Linked DNA regions of Sus scrofa: region 2 is linked to region 1. A link is a contact called in public Hi-C data. All regions are on one chromosome and are shown on one strand. The core of a region is the stretch at or near the end of the contact, and the rest is flanking DNA. Distances in the headings are between cores, read along the strand shown. Region 1 overlaps OTOGL (otogelin-like protein). Region 2 holds the start of PPP1R12A (protein phosphatase 1 regulatory subunit 12A).

The links. A called contact is a pair of places that touch in the nucleus more often than the background predicts.
Region 2: a contact with region 1 is called in a Hi-C map of embryonic fibroblasts, with 2.9 times the contacts expected there. A contact is called at or near these places in 9 of 47 Hi-C or Micro-C datasets (alveolar macrophages, embryonic fibroblasts, fetal heart ventricle and 5 more) and 1 of 2 datasets of targeted methods (skeletal muscle).

The regions. Positions count from the first base shown.
Region 1 is chr5:101,274,341-101,279,162 of Sscrofa11.1, forward strand. The region is part of intron 1 of OTOGL (otogelin-like protein); the gene reads right to left. Among named protein-coding and RNA genes, the nearest start is that of OTOGL, 42 kb to the right of the region's middle.
Region 2 is chr5:101,488,326-101,493,147 of Sscrofa11.1, forward strand. It overlaps PPP1R12A (protein phosphatase 1 regulatory subunit 12A), which reads left to right and starts at 1,957. Exons shown (of 26, transcript XM_021092811.1): 1 at 1,957-2,461. The coding sequence starts at 2,225.

The DNA.
Region 1 (4,822 bases), core at 1,336-3,835:
TCGAGGGTTCACTTTGCCTATGGCTCAAGCAAAAGACAAACTCATGAATATATTCCTCCCAAACTGTGAACACTGACTTGATGCCAGGGACACCTTGCTGTCCAGAAGAAAAAGTATACATCGGCTTTAATTATTTTTTACACTTCTATGACTATCTTTTTACTATTTCTAAGAATTAAGATATTTTAAAATTACGCTAGTAAAAGTATATATTTGCTGGACTTGGGAGGCTCTTTTGTGGGTCACTTAAGACGCAGGCCATATCCTAGTCCCAAATAAATAACTAAGCAGATATTGGTGAGTGCATAGAGCAGCCTAATAAATCATATCCAAATATAATTTCAGCTAAGGGAACTTGCTATTAATGCTATTATGTGCCACAATAAATCATAAAAACAACAGCATTGTTGTAATCCAAATTTAAAAGGCAGAGTCTATAGTATTTCAACCTATTACGAAAATGGTGCCGGAGGAGCTGGGGCCACCTCTTGCAGGAGCCGTGGTCACGAGGCCCTGGCCATCTGCGTTTGTCCTTCTGACCACCCAAGCTTTACCGGAGGTCTAATCAAACCTCGGGGAAAAGTATAAACGAGTTTACGGTGAGTCTTCCCAGTGCATTTAGCTGTTTTCTATCCCTCCCAAGCCTCCTTCTGTATTGCTATCTAATTTTTCAGCTTCACCTAAAATTTTTCCAAAGTAAAGAAGACTACCCTAGCAGAACGACTGGAATCCACAGGCCTAGGATCCCTGTGGAATCAGGTGCATCAAATACTAGTTCTCAGACCCAGCCTGCAAGACTAGAATTATTTTGGAGAGCCTCAACCAAGCAATGAGACGCTAATTTCCATGTGTGGCACTAATGTTTCATGTTAAAGCTCCTCAGGTGATTCCAATGCAGCTTGTGGCTACAAAGACTCTCTGGCCCGCATTCAACGGTCTGACTTTTGTGATATTTTTGTCTTACAGGCAAACATATTCTGGTTTTAGAAGTCTCCTAGAAATTCATTTCTTCCATGAAATAAATTAACACTGAACAATTTCTGCTAAAGGAGGCAGGAGAGGTTTTTTAAGAAAGAAAAGAAAAGCAGGGAGTTCCCTTCATGGCTCAGGGGTTAACGAACCCGACTAGGATCCATGAGGATCCATTAGGGTTTGATTCCTGGCCTCACTCAGTGGGTTAAGGATCTGGCGTTGCCATAAGCTATGGTGTAGGTCGCAGACAGAGTTCAGATCCCGCGTTGCTATGGCGTAGACCGGCAACTACAGCTCCAATTCAACCCCTAGCTTGGAAACTTCATATGCCACTGGTGCAGCCCTAAAAAGCAGAAAAAGAAAAAGAAAGAGAGAGAGAGAGAGAGAGGGAGGAAAGGAAGAAAGGAAAGGCGGGAGGAAGGGAGGGAAGCAGAAGAAAGCTAATTTCATTCTTATGAGACTTAACCAATTTCCCAGCTGGTGGGTCTTGTTTGGTCAATTGGTCAAATATTGGCTACTCTTTGTTTTACTGAAAAAACATGCTTGCTATCCATGCTTCAAAGAAAATAAACATCAAGTTGAAGACAGTGTTGAGTAAAAAAAAGATGATTCAACTGGGAGTCACAAAATCTGAATTATGTTTAGCAGTTAATAGTTGTGGTACATGGGACCCTGAACTTTTCACTCTATGTCTCATTTTCCCATCAGAAAAATGGAATAACATACTTCCTTCTTCCAGACTCTCTCTTAATCTGTCTGAATATCTATTTGTGATCCACTCAGCAAAATACCTTAAAGGATGCATCATTCTTTACTTTGCCAAAAGTGGTGGGTGCTTTTTCCTTATGTACCCACAAAAAAAAAAAATTAAAGAGACCAATTATAAAATCCTTGGAAGATTAAACACAGATAAAAGAATTGAAGTAGTGCTGTGGGAAAGCTTAAGTCAAACGAACATACTGAAAGCTCTGGGGAGGATCGATTGTTTATGATCCTGTTCTCTAGAGACTGAAATTCTCTGGATGCACCAGATGGTTTTATTTATATAGCAGAAGTTCAGCTCCAGTGAGGTGCTGCTTGCAAATTCACACAGAAATAAAAGAACCCATATTTATAGATGGGTATGTATCCTTGCTCACAAGAGGGATTTTCCATTGTTTCTTACAGATGTTTGAACAAATTTAAATGCTGACATTTAAGAGAAGGCCCACCACATTGGAAAAGGACAGCAGCCTCCCAAAACAGCAAGTCATCCACAGCTTAATATTTAACAGCAGAAAGGGACAGACTTTCGCGTCTCTCCTCTACCCAAGAAGGAGAAATCTCTTTGATGTTCATATACAATCCTATCTCCTCAAATAGCATTACTGAAAATGAAAAAGAAACCCAACCCTCTCACCATCTGAATATTTCAAGCAGCATCCTGTGTCTACTACTGGCACCGAGTCAGCCCTGCCAGCCCAGTTAGAGCTCATGGCAGTGACCCAACTCATTGTGGCTGTTTGTGGTCCCCAGATCAGATTTCAAAAAAGAAGGGGCAGCAATCCGGTGACCTTCTCAAGATAGCAGAGAACAACATGACTGACACCTGATCTTCCTGCTAACATTAGCTCCCAATCAAAGGTGGTGCCAGGATTGCGTCAGGCCCCAGCCCACAACCTTTCCGTCCTCCTGCAAGAGGGGTGGAGCCTCCCGTCACCCACTGAGTTTCCCTTTTAGAATGCTTCTTGCTTTCAGATCCAAGGAAGTTTGGTTTCATTGACATTTGAGATAGAGCTCAGGGCCCGCCTTAATTGAGATTTCCTGTTCTTTATAATGCATGCACAGCTACGATTTATTACCTCTATACCTCGCGAGGTTCAATGGGATTCATAACCAAAACATGGTTATAAAAGCTCTAAAATGAACAACCCTGGACATTCATATCATAATCACTTGGAGTCTTTTTCCTACACATCTATCATCCTGCCGTCCTTTCTTGAAAACGTGACCAGCCTTCTTCCTGGACTCCGAGTCATCATTCCCTTCTACGTCTGCTGGGTCTTCAAGACGGGCTCAGGTGGAGTCCCAGTCAACTGGGAACCCAGTAAGGTCCTACAGAAGTACTCTATCTTCTAGGCCAGGCCACCTTATTTCCTACCTGACCAAACACCAAGATTCGTGTGAATAAACCACCTTGCTACTTGTTCCAACAACCCTCAAATCAGATCTCCGTCCTTCACCTTACAAACCCCTTGGGGAATGCGTGTTCTTTGACTATCTCCCAGCTTTTACCTAAAAGTCTACGCTGAGGCCTGAAAATTTCTGGAGTTCTGGAAATGTTCAAAGTACTATTGGCTTTACTCCAGCTCTGAGTATACATATAATAGATGATTTGAATCAGTAGAGATGCAAGTTTTCTATACAGAATTTTATCTTCTTTCTATATCCTTAAACAAACAATCTTTGAAGCCAGATAAAATGAGAAAAGAGGATGGAATTATTTCACCCTGCCTTGTTTGTTTCCATGAGGGTTCTAACCAAAAGGAAAAGATGAGTCATGCAGTATCATTCCCTATTTGGAGGCTTGGATCTGGGCTACTGTAACCAAAAGAGGGCAGTACTCCATGGGTTTTGAATTCACAGAAAGCAAAACTCCTCAATTTTTACTTGAACTCTCTGTTTTAAGCAAGACATTCCACTCTGTGTCACATGGAATACAGAGACGATTAAGACACTGCTCTAAACGTGCGAGAACAAGGAAAGAAGAAAGCAACGGGGTAGCAGCTAGAGCACAGCTATGTGTTGGAAAGTGGAAAAAGATAAATTTGGAAATAAAAAGTAGGATTTGATTGTGAGGGTGCCTTGTACATGACATGTTTATCTTTTATTTGGAATGCAATGGGGAGCCACTCAATGTTTCTGAGCAGGTTGGGGAAAGGATTAGAATTCTGTTTGGGTCCCTACACCTGATAGGAATGTACTGGAGAGGTTGAAATAGGGTGCGATCAAAAGGGCAGAGGGAAAACAGGAAAATGACATACAGGACATCCAAGAACTGATGAAGACCTAACCCAGAGGGACAGTGGCGAGAATGGAAAGGGGAGAACTGATGGGAGAGGCGCTGCAAAGGGGGGAAAAAAGCATTAATGGAGACGCTGTAGGGGAACCAAGACATGCCCAGTCTCACCTCTGAGAGTTGGGGATATGGGAGAACACGACCAAAACTGGGAAGACAGGAGAAAAGAACATTTTGAAACTGTTTTCTCTTCCGGGAGAGTGAACTATTACTCTGTGGCCAAGACGTAAGGCGTGCAGGATGGAAATGCAGGAGGGGCACGACCCCAGGAACGATCTCGGAAAGAAGAAGCAGACCCAAATGCATACCTCACCTTTTTCCTTTGTCACTTGCAGATATGGTGTTGGAGTTTATGACCTGTTCCCGTGTCCCCTTGGATTTATCCGACTCAACTTATTTGTCCTTTTATCCTGATCTCTTTACACTGGCATCTCATGGTAGCACCACCTCACATCCTTTTGTGAGTAAATTAGAATATTCATCAATTAATCAATTATAACATTTTTCTATACAGACCATAAAGATACAGCCACTGACATCAAGCACAAAGCTTCTTTTTTTTTGACTTTCTGTCTTTTCTAGAGCCGCTCCCATGGCATATGGAGGTTCCCAGGCTAGGGGTTGAATCGGAGCTACAGCTAATGACCTACACCACAGCCAGAGCCACGTGGAATCCAAGCCGCATCTGCGACCTACACCACAGCTCACAGTAAAGCTGGATCCGTAACCCACTGAGCAAGGCCAGGGATCGAACCTGCAACCTCATGGTTTCTAGTTGGATTCATTAACCAC
Region 2 (4,822 bases), core at 707-3,206, 210 kb after region 1:
CGGCATATGGAGGTTCCCAGGCTAGGGGTCGAATCGGAGCTGTAGCCGCTGGTCTACACCATAGCCACAGCAACACAGGATCTGAGCCGTGTCTGCGACCTACACCACAGTTCACGGCAACACCGGATCCTTAACCCACTGAGCAAGGGCAGGGACCGAACCCACAACCTCAGGTTCTTAGTCGGATTCGTTAACCACTGAGCCACAACGGGAACTCCCCAGGGCACTTTTAAGAGCTACCAAATAGACCATAACATTCTTGGGAAACAGTAAAGATAAGCTGTCAGTTTTTCTAGGTAGATAGAAAAGCTGACAAGGCAATCCTCAAATTCCTTTCTTTTATTCTTCGAACTGTATTCCAGAGTTTTTTAAGTGGATAGGAATTTTGAATTTTAGTGCTAAGAATTCTCCAGCACCTAACACCATTGTTATTCAAGGGTCTGATATCATCAGACCCTTTTATGCATGTTACACTCACTTCAATTTGTCCAATATTTTCAAGGGAAATATTTTTACCCTTGTTTGGGCTATTACTTCCCTGGTAATTGGTGTTCAGAAAATTCAGCATTACAGGCAGGTAATCACAACCATGTTAGAATTATTTTTTATTTATCAATTTGATAAGCTGTAATGTAGTCCTCTGGAAGGTAAGAGAACCTTAATTGTTCACTGCTGTATCTCCAGCATCTGGAACAATGCCTGACCCAGTACAGGTGCTATCTGCTGATGGAATCCTAAATCCTGCTGCAAAGAAAATTAGGTGAGTCAATTAGTTCTTTGGGACTCAGTCTAGATGATCCCTCAAGTTCCATTTAATGTTAACCTTTTATGATTTATTCTGGCTCTAAATGCTGTAGAAAACTGAGGGTGAAAACAATGTATTGTTTAGGAAAATGTCAACTGGTGGAGATTATAAATAGATGGCTCAAAAGACAGTATTTGTTACAAACCGTGTGTGTGTGTGTGTGTGTGTGTGTGTCATACAAGAAAACGTTCACCAGCCTTTTTATGACGATAAACTATAAAATATTTTTGATCACGTGATCTCAGGTGGTTTAAATACGTCACTGTATCACTAGTGCTTAGAACAATGACTGGCTCATAGTAAGTATTCAATAAATACCGGCTAAATCAATTGCGTAATATTAACATTCCTTTTGAATTCTAGAAGCAGCTGGGTCTTTAGCCATCCTTAGAAAGCGATAGAGCAGGAACCAGGAATCCCTTAAAAGGTCAGGACCAGTAACAGGCTGAGCTAAGTTCAGGAGTAGCACCAGGGAGGATGAAAGCGCTCAAGGAAGGGACAGAGGACCCAAAATATGCTTGAGACAAAAACAGAACCAAAACCAAAGAACCCCAACCCCCAGGAACACATCAACAACAAAAAAGCGTAAGCGGAAAGACGTTTCTACAGCGAGGCTGGCAGAAAGCCACCGCAACGCCCGCAGGCCAACCCTCGTCGCCAGGCGGTCACCTTGCGCTGAGATCTGGACAAGCACCACCAAAGCCCTCGCTACCCAGACCCCGCTTTTAGAAGGGCCTCGGCAAGCTCATCGGGGTGCCTGAGAAAGAGGAGGCACTAGCGCTGGATTCGTGACCTCCCTCTCCTCCATTCCATTCAAATAACGCAACCAATAGGCAAGCCCTCCGCCCTGAGCAAGCGCCCCGGCGGAGCCGAGACAGCGCCGGAGGCAGGCCCGCTCCCGGAGCCGCCCCAACGCCGACGGCGGGCCTCCGCAGCCCCGGCAGCCCTCGAGGGGCCGGGCGCCTCCCCGCCCCGCCCCCGCCCTTCCCGGCCGGTCCCAGCCCCGCAGCCCCGGCCGCCGGGGCCACGCCCGCTCCCCTCCCGCGGCCCGACCCCCGCCCGCCGCCGCGCGCCGCCGCGCTCTTCCTGGGGCGGGCGCAGGCCGGCGCGCGTGCGCACTGGGCGCCGGGCGCCTCCCTGCCCGGATCTCGCGAAGTTACGTTAGACGGGCCGCCGGGACGGACGGGCGGCCGGGCCGGGGGCGGGCGGGCGTCTGCGGTCGAAGGGAGGTCCGCGCGGCCGGGCGCGCCGCCCCAGTGCTCTGTGGGATACTGGCAGTCTCGAGCGTCTCCGCCCGGTGCCCAGCCCGCCGCCGGGCCGCGCTCGCCGGGGCAGCCCCACGCCCCCTGCCCGCCGCCCCTCCGCTCGCCGCCTCCCCCGCCCTCCGCGCGCTCGGCAGACCCGGCGGCAGGAGAGGGGATGAAGATGGCGGACGCGAAGCAGAAGCGGAACGAGCAGCTGAAGCGCTGGATCGGCTCCGAGACGGACCTCGAGCCCCCCGTGGTGAAGCGCCAGAAGACCAAGGTGAAGTTCGACGATGGCGCCGTCTTCCTGGCCGCCTGCTCCAGCGGCGACACGGACGAGGTGCTCAAGCTGCTGCACCGCGGCGCCGACATCAACTACGCCAATGTGGACGGGCTCACCGCCCTGCACCAGGTCTGTGCGCCCGGCGCCGGCCCCCGGCCCCCGGGTCTGCGCCGGCCTCCGCCCCGGCCTGCGCAGGCTGCGGGCGGCGGGAGGCTCCCTGCTGCGGGGCGAGGAGGCGGCTTCCCGCGGAGGAGGAGGGCCTGCGCTCGAGGCCCCTTCCGTCCAGCCGGTGGCGGAGTGGGGGAGCCGGGCTGTTTCCGGGGCAGAGGGGAGAGGGACGGCGGGCCGCTGGGGCCCCGGCCCGCTGGGGACGCGCCCTGGGCTCTGGGGCCGAGCCGGGGAGGCTGTGCGCGCCTGGGCCCCGATGTTAGCGGCAGGCTCGGGCGACCGGGGCCGCCGCGGCAAACCACGAACGGGGGCATTCGGGGCCCTGGGATGGGCGGACGCCTGTGGCTTGTAGGTGGGCACGGAATGTATGGGTTTTAGGACTCGGTCAGGGCGGTGATGGTAGTCGCAGGAATCGAGAGCCCCGAGCCGGGCGCCCCGAGCGGGCGGTTTCCTGTTTTCCCCTTTATTCCCCTCGGTCACTGGGGAGGGGGTGCGACGAGTTGACGGGCACCGGCTGGAAGGGAGGACGGGAAGGTGGGCACGGGAAGGAGGCCTCCTCCGGGGCTCGCCCCTCGCTGGACGGGAACGTACGGACAGTCCCTGGGAGCAGAGGTGGCCGCAGTGTCGGAGATCCTGTGGCCCCAGGTCCCAGGGTGTGCACTGGGGTTGGAAAGAGGAGAATAAGTACGAAGACACTCTTTTCGGGGTCGGCTCCCCAGCTCTGGTTTTTCTTTTGGGGGGTGGGAAAAGAGAAGGCTGGTCACAAACTTTTCTCAAAATGGATGCTTTGGGCATGTTAAAGTTTTATAGGAGTCTGATTGGGATCGCTCAATGTTAGCCAAATAAGGAGAAACTATTGGCAATCCAGAGATAATGTTGCTTTGCCTTTAACAGGCCAAAAGCAACACCACCACATAGAGTTCCGCATAAAAAGCAATTTTTAGTGATGGAAATAGATGTCAAGACATAAACTCTTTATATTTTCTCAGTAGGCACCTTGGAATTACTAGGAAACGACTTTACAGCAGTAGCTTCCCTTACAACGAGGAGACTTGGAAGCTAACCCAAAGTTGTCTTGGTTATATGTGTAAGATGGTAGTTTTTTTGATTAAGACAAAATTAATTTTGTAACAGGAACTTGTTTGGGAGGTGGAAAATTAGGGCTTTGTATTTCATACATATTATCTTGCTGCCTTTTTAAAAGAGGTGTCTGGTGGTGGTGGCATTTTTCCTGCTTCCTGTTTCGTGAATGATGACCGTTTTAAGTTTTATTTGATTGAATTCTCCTATCAAACTTGGCTGGTAGCCTTTGTTTACGAAGTTGACTGGATGAACTATAATGACTGACAAATTGCAGGACAAATCTGGAATTTGGAATGTGGCACCAGTAAAAGTATAGGAGGGCCTTAAGCTCTATATCTGTTTCATTAATTTAGTCTCTAATGTATAGCAAACTTTTTTTTGACTGAGGTTTATTTTAAGGTGTAGCATAACTGAGATTCTAGAAACATGGTGTCGAGAATGAAAGAAGCTTTTGGTATTAGAAGTGATAATTATGTAAGATGAACCTTTACAAATTTCTTTCACATGTAATTTGCATGGTTTAGTATGAAATTGATTTGGGAAGACAGATTTTTGTATGCTTGAGGTCAGATAGGCAGATAGTGGTTTATATCAGTAGGTTTGATTAAAATTTTCATATAGAAATGTGAAGTTACTATGGTTGTTGAGGAGCCCAATTGTATTGGCCTGGAGGAAAAGGAAAAATTTTAATGCTTATATTAATTATTATTGGCTTAGGTAGAAAGAGAAAATACATGTAACAGGTTTATTAATTTTTTTTTTTCCTTCTTCAAGAAGTTTTGGACATGTTGCAAGAATTATCAGACTTATCAGTGTCTTCCTGGTTAACTGAATTCAGTGGTTTGGCATTATACAGGTGTTGTCTTTATTTATTTTCCTTTTTAATTGACAAGCGCTTAAGCAGTAGTTTCCAGGTTTCTGCATAATCATTTACATAATATCTTTTTGTAATTTATTTGCACATTCCTTAAGTCAGTAATGTCAAAATCTTTAAAATATCAAGCATTCAAATTTTTATTGTGTTTTCTCCATCCTCATTTCTTGTTTATTAACTCTTGTACTTTTTTGCCATTGTGACAGAACGAGGAGTTCGCTTTGGGCAAATTCAGAACAACGGATAGTGAAAGGTGATAAAACTATTTTAAAAAGCATCACAAGAAAATTTTAACCTTAAAAATGTCTTAGATATTGATTGTTTTAAATACTTAAATTACAAAACCTAAAATAGACCTGATTGGG